2 separate regions of the Mus musculus genome follow, and region 2 is linked to region 1. Evidence: chromatin contacts called from public Hi-C data. All regions are on one chromosome and are shown on one strand. Each heading gives the region's core, a stretch centred on a gene start, on an enhancer-like site or on the middle of the called end of the contact. The rest is flanking DNA. Distances are from core to core; before and after follow the strand shown.

The links. Hi-C and Micro-C count contacts between places; a contact is called where the count stands out from the background.
Region 2: a contact with region 1 is called in a Hi-C map of group 2 innate lymphoid cells, with 1.7 times the contacts expected there. The contact joins two enhancer-like sites. A contact is called at or near these places in 2 of 484 Hi-C or Micro-C datasets (the HPC-7 cell line and group 2 innate lymphoid cells).

What each region holds. Positions count from the first base shown.
Region 1 is chr2:9,303,688-9,307,822 of GRCm38.p6, reverse strand. No RefSeq gene overlaps it. Among named protein-coding and RNA genes, the nearest start is that of Gm13219, 47 kb to the left of the region's middle. Within about 2 kb of position 2,357, at least 2 of the 459 cell types and tissues checked have an H3K27ac peak or open chromatin away from gene starts, as enhancers often do. A contact at or near this core is called in group 2 innate lymphoid cells, where this site is marked.
Region 2 is chr2:9,745,910-9,750,359 of GRCm38.p6, reverse strand. No RefSeq gene overlaps it. Among named protein-coding and RNA genes, the nearest start is that of Gata3, 130 kb to the left of the region's middle. Within about 2 kb of position 1,904, at least 27 of the 459 cell types and tissues checked have an H3K27ac peak or open chromatin away from gene starts, as enhancers often do. A contact at or near this core is called in group 2 innate lymphoid cells, where this site is marked.

The sequences.
Region 1 (4,135 bases), core at 1,108-3,607:
AAAGAAAAAGACAAATATAAGGATTCTGGAGAAAGACATAGAGACAGGTCAGGAGTGTGTTAAATTTGTAGACATTTCCTCTCCTGATCTCCATCTTTAGAGGCACTGTGTGAAGTCTTTACAGTTTTAAATACTAGAGTCAGGAGTTGAATTCAGGTTGGACATTTAACCCAGGATAATCCTAACATGTAGAATTATTGAGAGAGGCCCCACATTAAGACTTGGATGTGAATATTCAATGTAGTTCACAAAGATCCTCCTTCCTAGGTCTGGTTTTTAATCCCCAGTAAGGAAGCCAAGGAGACAGAGAGTAGAAGAGTACATTGGCCAAGCTGATCAAGTTTCATGCTTAAACTCTGATGATTTGGTGGAAGAATGAGATGGTTCTTGTTAAAGGGGTCCCATTTGTGTCTATGAAGGAAGCTGGCCTAAGGTGACTCCATGAAACAGTTTTGACTACTTTGTTGGAGAGAGACCTTATCTCCTGGGAAGATGTTTACAGTGCAGAAACGCATCTTCCCTTCCCCATATGAGAATGCTGGAGATAGAAACTTGATTGAAGCTGAACTAGTTCATAAAAAAGAGCAGGTAGCTGCAAAGTTTGGTCTCTTCATCATTGTTCAAGTGGCTCTTTCCAACATCGGAAGATGGACAGAAAAACCAATAGTGACACAAAAATGAGGTCGGCAAGCCTCATCCTGGAAAATCCTCCTTGGCAGCGACATGCTTCCTCTTGAGTCACCTATAGAGCCCTTTGCAAGGACTTATGAAGTATCGAGCCATTTCTAAGCTGTTTGTGTCTCTCTAATTTTCAAGTTTCTGTTTGAAAATAGCTCCCTAAAAGTAGCTAATGTAGAACTTGACTTGATTAAAGACATTCTACTAGGAATGAGCTAAAATTAAAAAAGTATATATGTGTTTAATTTCAATTTAAATTAATAGCCAAATATTATTTAATATGGGTGTTACTATAATGCTCAACAATTTAATTTTAAAATGAGTATTAAAGCGTCTCCTTCCTAATGTTTTTTACAATGCAATTAAAAAATGAATTCACTTAGCTATAATGTGCATATATATATTCTTTGGTATAATTATGTATATATGCCACAGTTAGCCATTTATAGAATTAACTATGCATAATTTTGTAGATTTAACCACATACAAACATAATATTTAAAAGTCTTATTAATATTAAATATTTACATAAATCTCTGTATTCATTAATATTAAAGTGACTACAAAGGCAAACAGTGGATATGTTGTTTTCCGTTTAGCCTTTGTTGTATTTCAAGGAGATATATTTAAAAGATTTGTTTAATTTAAAATACCCTAGTAAAGTTACTTATTAAAATATAGTACATTGGTTTGTTTGATAAAGAATGATGCAATTTAAAGAAATACTAGCTCACTATGTCCTAATGACAACCATAATTAGAAATGTCTGTCTCTGAATTTCACAAGAATAGAAGAAAAGTTGTTGTTCAGCCAGAGCCAAAAGCATACTCCCCACCGCATCTGAGTAATTTAAACCCAGGCTGAGTTGGGAAAAGGACAGGTGTAATTGGCCTAGTCTCTGCTACTTCCAGCCTTACAATTACCATAATAAGGTTGTCTATAGAGAGGTCAGAAGCTAACGGCCAGTTTGGCTGCATCCTTCTAAGACTGTCATCAGCTAAAGAACAAGGAGTCCATTCGGTCAGGAGGAAAAGCTAAATAGTTATTGATAATTGGCCTAGTGACAGGATGATCTGCCAGAAGGTAAGAGACAGAGGGAGGGAGGAGCAGTGAAAGACAAGGTAACAGCAATGACAATGTAATAATATAGGATGAGTGACTTCAGTGAATTTATAATCACATTGTAAATAAGGCTGGGGGAAGGGCTGTTAGCTATCTAAAGCATTGTGTATTGATGCTAAGGGCAACAAGAGAAATAGCTAAGTACCTCTAAGCAGTCCATGAAGAAATAGAGACAAGTACCTGGACCTAGTTATCTAGATTTATCCCAATGATTCTGGTCATTATGCAGATATCTGTGGAAGAGAAAACTCTCCCAGATGATAACATGTGTAGAAGCAATAGCGTTTAATAATGGACCATTCTGGGGGAGTGTGCTTAGAACACCAGTCAACAGAACTCTTTCCAGCTCAGAGTATTTTGTTGTAAGAATTAGCACTGGTGGCACTGGAAGAAAATGAGAAGTTTCACACAGCAAGCTTGATTCCCAAGGATGGGCTCTTGCAGATTTGACTCTCATTCTATCTGTTTTGCAGCTGCTGGGGTCTCTATAGTCTGAACTAAGAGCCTGCTAATTATATGCCCTTCCTATACATTTCCCTGCAGATTACAACATCTAATTCCTCCAGCTCAGGCCCCTTGATCAGATCAAAGCTTGAAGGGTCCTTTACTGAGGTGTCGTCACCCACTATGTAACCTCTCTTTCCCACTGAGAGTGCATTTCAGGATCATCCCACATGATCCTCATTTTTGGGTAACCTCATAGGAGTCTCCCCAAGCATTTTATACAAGACAACAGCTTCACCTTATCTGCAGTTTGGCTTTCCATTACCTGTGGTCAGCTTCAGTCTTAAAATTTTCAGTGGAAAATTCCAGAAATAACTTGTGAGTTTAAACTGCACGCCTTTCTGAGTAGCGTGATAAAAATCTGACTTTGTTGCATATGCAACCTGCTCATTGGTGACTGAGCAACCACTTGGGTTATCAGATCAGCCAGGACTATATCACAGTACTTGTCTTCCAGTAACCTTTTCATGGTACCCAAACTTGGGCAATTACAGCATTGACAGTTTAGGATATGCTAAAGGGACACTATAAGGTACCTGTCATAAGAGAAATGGTGTAAGTATAGTAAGACATTTGACAGAAGAGACACCACATTCACATAAAGTTCCATACTAAGGATACTTTAGTATGTTTTTTTTTTCTGTTTTTTTTTTTTTGCAGTTAAGCTCCAATGATGATACCTAGCATATAAAATAATTTCTATAACAAGGATATATGTAGAATAAAATATTATGTATTACATAGGAAGTTTTGGCTAATAATGGGTTACATATGTAAAGGTGGTCTCATGAAATTATATTCTCTAGTGGGGTTGTAACTCATTTAGTTTAAGTATACTTTATGATGTCCCTACAGCAAATGAACAACCAACTGATCCATTTTTTCAGAATCTATGACTATGATTTAATGATGCATGGATATCTAGAGCTGGACATTGCCCAGAGATTCAATGGAGGTTTTGAAACATACACATTACAGATAAGGGAGTATTGCCATATTTTTTTATGATAAATGGTGTCTACAGAGATAATTCTAGTACATCATAGGTAGTATGCCATACATCTATATGCATATCTATGTATATGAACATAAAATTGCATATATTTATACATGCTATGCCTACATACAGTCCTATGTGAGAGAAAGAAGAGGCACTTAGCACATCCATGCATGTAGATGGATGATGGTGAGACCTGCCTGATGGGAGCATGAGGTGAGAGACAAATTAATTAATTTGAGCATCAATGCATGATTAATTAATTAATTAGGGATGAAGTTTTGGAAGAGATTAGAAACTTGAGCAAAAAAGATAACATAATGTAGATAAAAATGTGAGAAGGTAGGAAAAAGTAGAGGAGAATATAAGGGAGACAAAAGAGTTGTATCATAAAGAAATTCATGAAGCACATTTAAACTTGAAACTTGACCAAAGATTTGCAAGATATCAATGATATGGGAATGCTACAGTGCATGTGTACTCTCTGTGTGTAAATATGTATAACTGTTAGCTTTAGAATGGTAGAAAGAAAGAAAGAGAGAGAGAGAGAGAGAGAGAGAGAGAGAGAGAGAGAGAAAGAAAGAAAGAAAGAAAGAAAGAAAGAAAGAAAGAAAGACAGAAAGAAAGAAGGAAAGAGGAGGGAAAGGGAAAGGGGGTGGAGGAAGCAGCAGCTCTGAGTTCATTTATTTATTTATTTATTTATTTATTTATTTATTTATTTATTTAAATAGGCTCTCTTCAGTTAAGGCTGGATTTGAATTCACCATTTATCCCATATCCATCTTAGGCAGAATTCATTCTGCCTAAGTCTCCCTCAAAGCTGGAATTACATGA
Region 2 (4,450 bases), core at 655-3,154, 440 kb before region 1:
CAGCATTAGCATTTCCATGCAATCGGTGGGTGGTGTTGCTTATCTTCTTAGTTATGTAATCCTCATTACTCATTAGGATGTGGTGTTCTAGCCTTGAAGCCTCAGACATTTCTCAGGCAACGTAATGATCTGTGCTTCTCAGGACTCTCATTGGCAAGCTTACTAAAAACCATTTCATGTCCACACAGCTTTACAAAAGATGTCCAGGCTGCTTTCTCTGTGTTGTGTTACACATTTTTTTCCCCTTTCAGTTTTGGTAGGTTCAATAGCAAAGGACCTGATGGTTTGGAAAATGTAGGTTAGCATACCACTGAGGAAAGTCCCTTGCTGAAACACAGTAGACAGAAAGCAGGAAGTCAGCGGTGGCCGGCACAGATTGCTGCTGAGAATTCTCATTGCTGGCCCAGCCCCGCTCCAAAGGACTGGTGGCTGAATAGCGAGGAAGGATGGAACTGTTGATCTTTTCCTTGGGTTTCTAGATTAGGATAATTGTTATTAAAGCAACACTTGTTGCTCATGGCACCCTCCTGATGAGTCCATGGTGTGTGTGTGTGTGTGTGTGTGTGTGTGTGTGTGTGTGTGTGTGTGTATGCACGTAAACATGACTGTGTATGTTGATCCTCTGGTGTGTCTACCTTGTTTTATTTTTATTTTTATTTTTTTATTTTTCTCATTGGTCTGGGCCTCACCAAGTAGTCTCCGCTGGCTAGCGAGCCCCAGAAATCCTCCTCCCTCATCTCCTCAGTGCTGGGGCTACAAGGATTGGTCATTACACTTAACTTGTATTTATTTATTTATTTTTTGGTCTTCATGCAAGTCTCCCAACTGGAGCAGGGACAGTTCCTAAGTCCTGCCCATGGATCCCATTCTCCTAACTGGGCTGCCTTTTGGGAGAGGATTCGCCAGCCCGGCAGAAACTTGATGTGTCAGGGCTGGGGGATAATGGGCGGGGATGGGAGTTCTACCTTCTCAAAGGAGAAGGGAAGTGGGGATGGAGGGAGACACTGTGTGTGTGGAGGGGTGGGGGAAGGAGGAGGAGAAGGAGAAGGAGGAGGAGAGCATCAATTGTGCTGCAAGGTGAATACACAAATTAATTGATGGGAAAAACAGAACAGAACCTGCATTCTGGAAGGGAGGCAGTTTACTCGCTGAGTTCTAGTTCTCTCCCAAGGCCAGTAGTACAGCTTTGTGCTATGCCTGCTCATGTATATAGGCAAGCAAGTGATGCCTAGCTTGGGCTCTGGATGGATGGATGGATGGATGGATGGATGGATGGATGGATGGATAATACAAACTGTTTTATAACGGGAACTTGTAGATGTGAAGTCTGGCTCTCTCAGTCACCAGCTGCCTGACGGTATCTGTCAATTACCTTTCTTATCACGATGAGAAAAATACCCGGGAGAAAGGATTTAAGGACAGAGAGGTTTTTCTTGGCTCATGAGCTGGAATCATGGAGGAGGAGGTGTGTTAAAGTGACTCTGTGGTACCATGTGACATGTACATGTGGGATCATGTGACATGTACATGTGGGACCATGGGACAGAGGAGGTTCTCACACACGAGCGAGACCAGGAATCAGAGAACAGGACCACAGCTGGAGGTGGAACACAACCTTCAAAGGTGTGCTCTTAGAGACCTAAATCTGCCAGCCGGGCCACATGTCCCAAAGGTTCCACAAACTTGCCTAACAGCAGCACTAGCTCATGTTCAAGCACAACCTTATGAGGGACATTGCTGATGGAAACTGATACCCTAGAAGCTCGGCCTTCGGCTGTGGTTTCCTGATGGCTTAGATCTGGGCTCTTCACTGTTAGCATGCTCTGCTCTGCAGTACAGTAAAGATTTACAGTAGTTCACAAGCCAGGGTCTACACTGCTCGTAACCTTCTTCAGTCACTGGATTTGTCAGAATTTCCAGCATCTCAGGGGCTGAGACTAGTTTAGTCAACTTTCTGCTGCAATGAGCCACATCACTAACCCCAGCTCTTTCCTCCTTTAGGGGGCTGTACCTCACCCATTGCTCAAATAACCTCAGACCTGGATAGGGCAAGGAGGGGGCAGAGTCATGTAGCACTTTAATCCCCCTGTACTGAGAGACAGAGGCAGGTAGATCTCTGTGAGTTTGATGCCAGTCTGATCTGTTTCTAGTTCCAGCCAAGTCAGGGCTACACAGTGAGACCTTGTCTCAACAAACAGACAAACAGACCAAACTCAGACAGTAAAAGTATGAATGGCTGGGGATGTAGCTCAGTGGATCTGGATGCCAGGATCTTGGAATTGATTTCCTGAAGTGCCCCAAATAAACAAACATACAAAATAGATCATACAATAAGAGTAACTTAAATTTTTTATGAAGCACTTATTATGTTTCAAGCTTTTATTTAGTCCCACAATTATGTTGTCATTATCATTAACCACACCTAAGCTAAGGAGGGCTGCCATTTGCATAAAGTTACCAGAAAGCATCATAGCGGGAACTCCTGCCCCCAACTCTAAAACCGGTGAAGAGTCTTGGCCTGGGCTACTTCTAACTTTCCTTTCTCTGTAATTCTGTGTCTGTGTTGCCACTGCACCTCTCTCTAGTGTGTCTTAGACTCTGTATTCCAGGTCCACTAATTTTAAAGCCACACCAGCATCATTATTTTCTGGCAGGGCAAATATGTAGACACTTGCTTGTTGAGTCTGGATGTGAGCTAGATGTCACAATTCAGGATTCCCTCCAAGGTTGAGGACCACGGTGTTATCACTTACTTTATATTCAGGATGACTTGTGGAGTCAACTCTATCATCACCATCAGCACGATCATTGTCATCATGATCACCATCACCATCGTTACTTGAGATAGACTCTTACTTTGTTGACCATGCTACCCCTGAACTCATAATCCTGCTGTAGCCTCAATGCCACAACTCTGGGTTAGCTTTTTCATTAACTAATATCTTACAAGTGATGAAACCGAGGCAAAGAGCTATTATTCAATTACAAAGTCAGGGTCAAATGGAAACTTTGGTGGGCATGGAGGTATACAGTTGCAATCTGAGCTCTCCAGGAGGTGGAGGCAGGAGGACTGCTGCAAGTTTGTGGCTAGCCTCTTCTATAACAGAGAGTTCCAGGCTAGTCAGGGCTGCATAGAGATCTTGTCACAAATGACCGCACATCCAAGCCTTATCCACAAACCAAGTGTTAGCTTCTGTCAGTACTAAATACTTATTAAAAATTAATTAAATGAATGAATCACAACATGACTGAGACCTGTTTGGTTCTTAGGCTTGCAAAATGCATGGGATCAGATGGCTGGTATGTAAACCAGCTGTGTCTGTGGACCTTTCTCGCTCACAAAGCCCAGATGGTACAAGAGAATTCAGAGCAACAATGAGGCAAGGGAAAACACAGGTACTTGGCAATGATTGGCAGGTGAACCACTTGACCTGATTATTTCTGCATGAGACTCTGAATTGAGGGATGATGTTGTTGCCAATGTAGAAGGCACAAACTGTGGTGAAGCTAGTGGAGTTTGGGTAAAAAAAAAATGAGGGATATTACTAAAGTTTGCAAAGAAATATCAGCTGCCCAGGGGATAAACTAAGTCTTTGCCACTCAAAGACTGTTGTGCTCTGCCATCTTGGTTGGAAAAGACCACAGTGAAACCTACTACTTCGTGTGCTCTCTAGGAAGTTTCCTCCCAACAATCAGACTTAATCATCTCCTTTTCAAACAACCAAGCTCAGGATAATTTAAGCCGAGGTTCTTACATAATAAGGAAAATCAAAGCCCTTAAAAGAATTGAGACGTGGACACTATTTGTTAAGAAAAACTGCAGTGGCTGAGAGAAAATGTCCTCACCGAGTACAATTAGCAGATTTCTTTTTGGACATCAGTTTGCCATGGCTTTTATACATAGTCATGTTTGATGTGGCTCCTTGCAAAGTCTAATTCAAGCTTGTTTAATCCCAATAATAGTATACTTCATTTTACATGCCTATCTCAACCTAGGACTCATTTCCTGTGGCTGTTTATTAATATAAAGAATGTATATGCAGCGAAGTCTTTTCCTCTAGTAATCTGTACTTTATGAGAACTTTATGAGTAGTTATTACATAATATATTAAATCCCTATATATGGAGATATATATATAAATATATTTTCCATTTACAGGGCACACTGAGGCCAAGAAGAGTTCTCCCATCATCCCATGAAAGTCCCAAGGAAGATGGAGAAATAAGTGTCTCCATTTATAAAGTAGAGAATACTAGAGGAAAGACTTCATTGCATACACATTTCTTTACATTAATAAATGTTCCCATATATATATATATATATATATATATATATATATATATATATATGTACACACACACACACATTTTAAACCTATTCTGCTCTTAAGACTAGAAACGTCTTCAGCAATAGGGACTTCAAATTGACTAGTGTTTTCTCCCAGGAAGG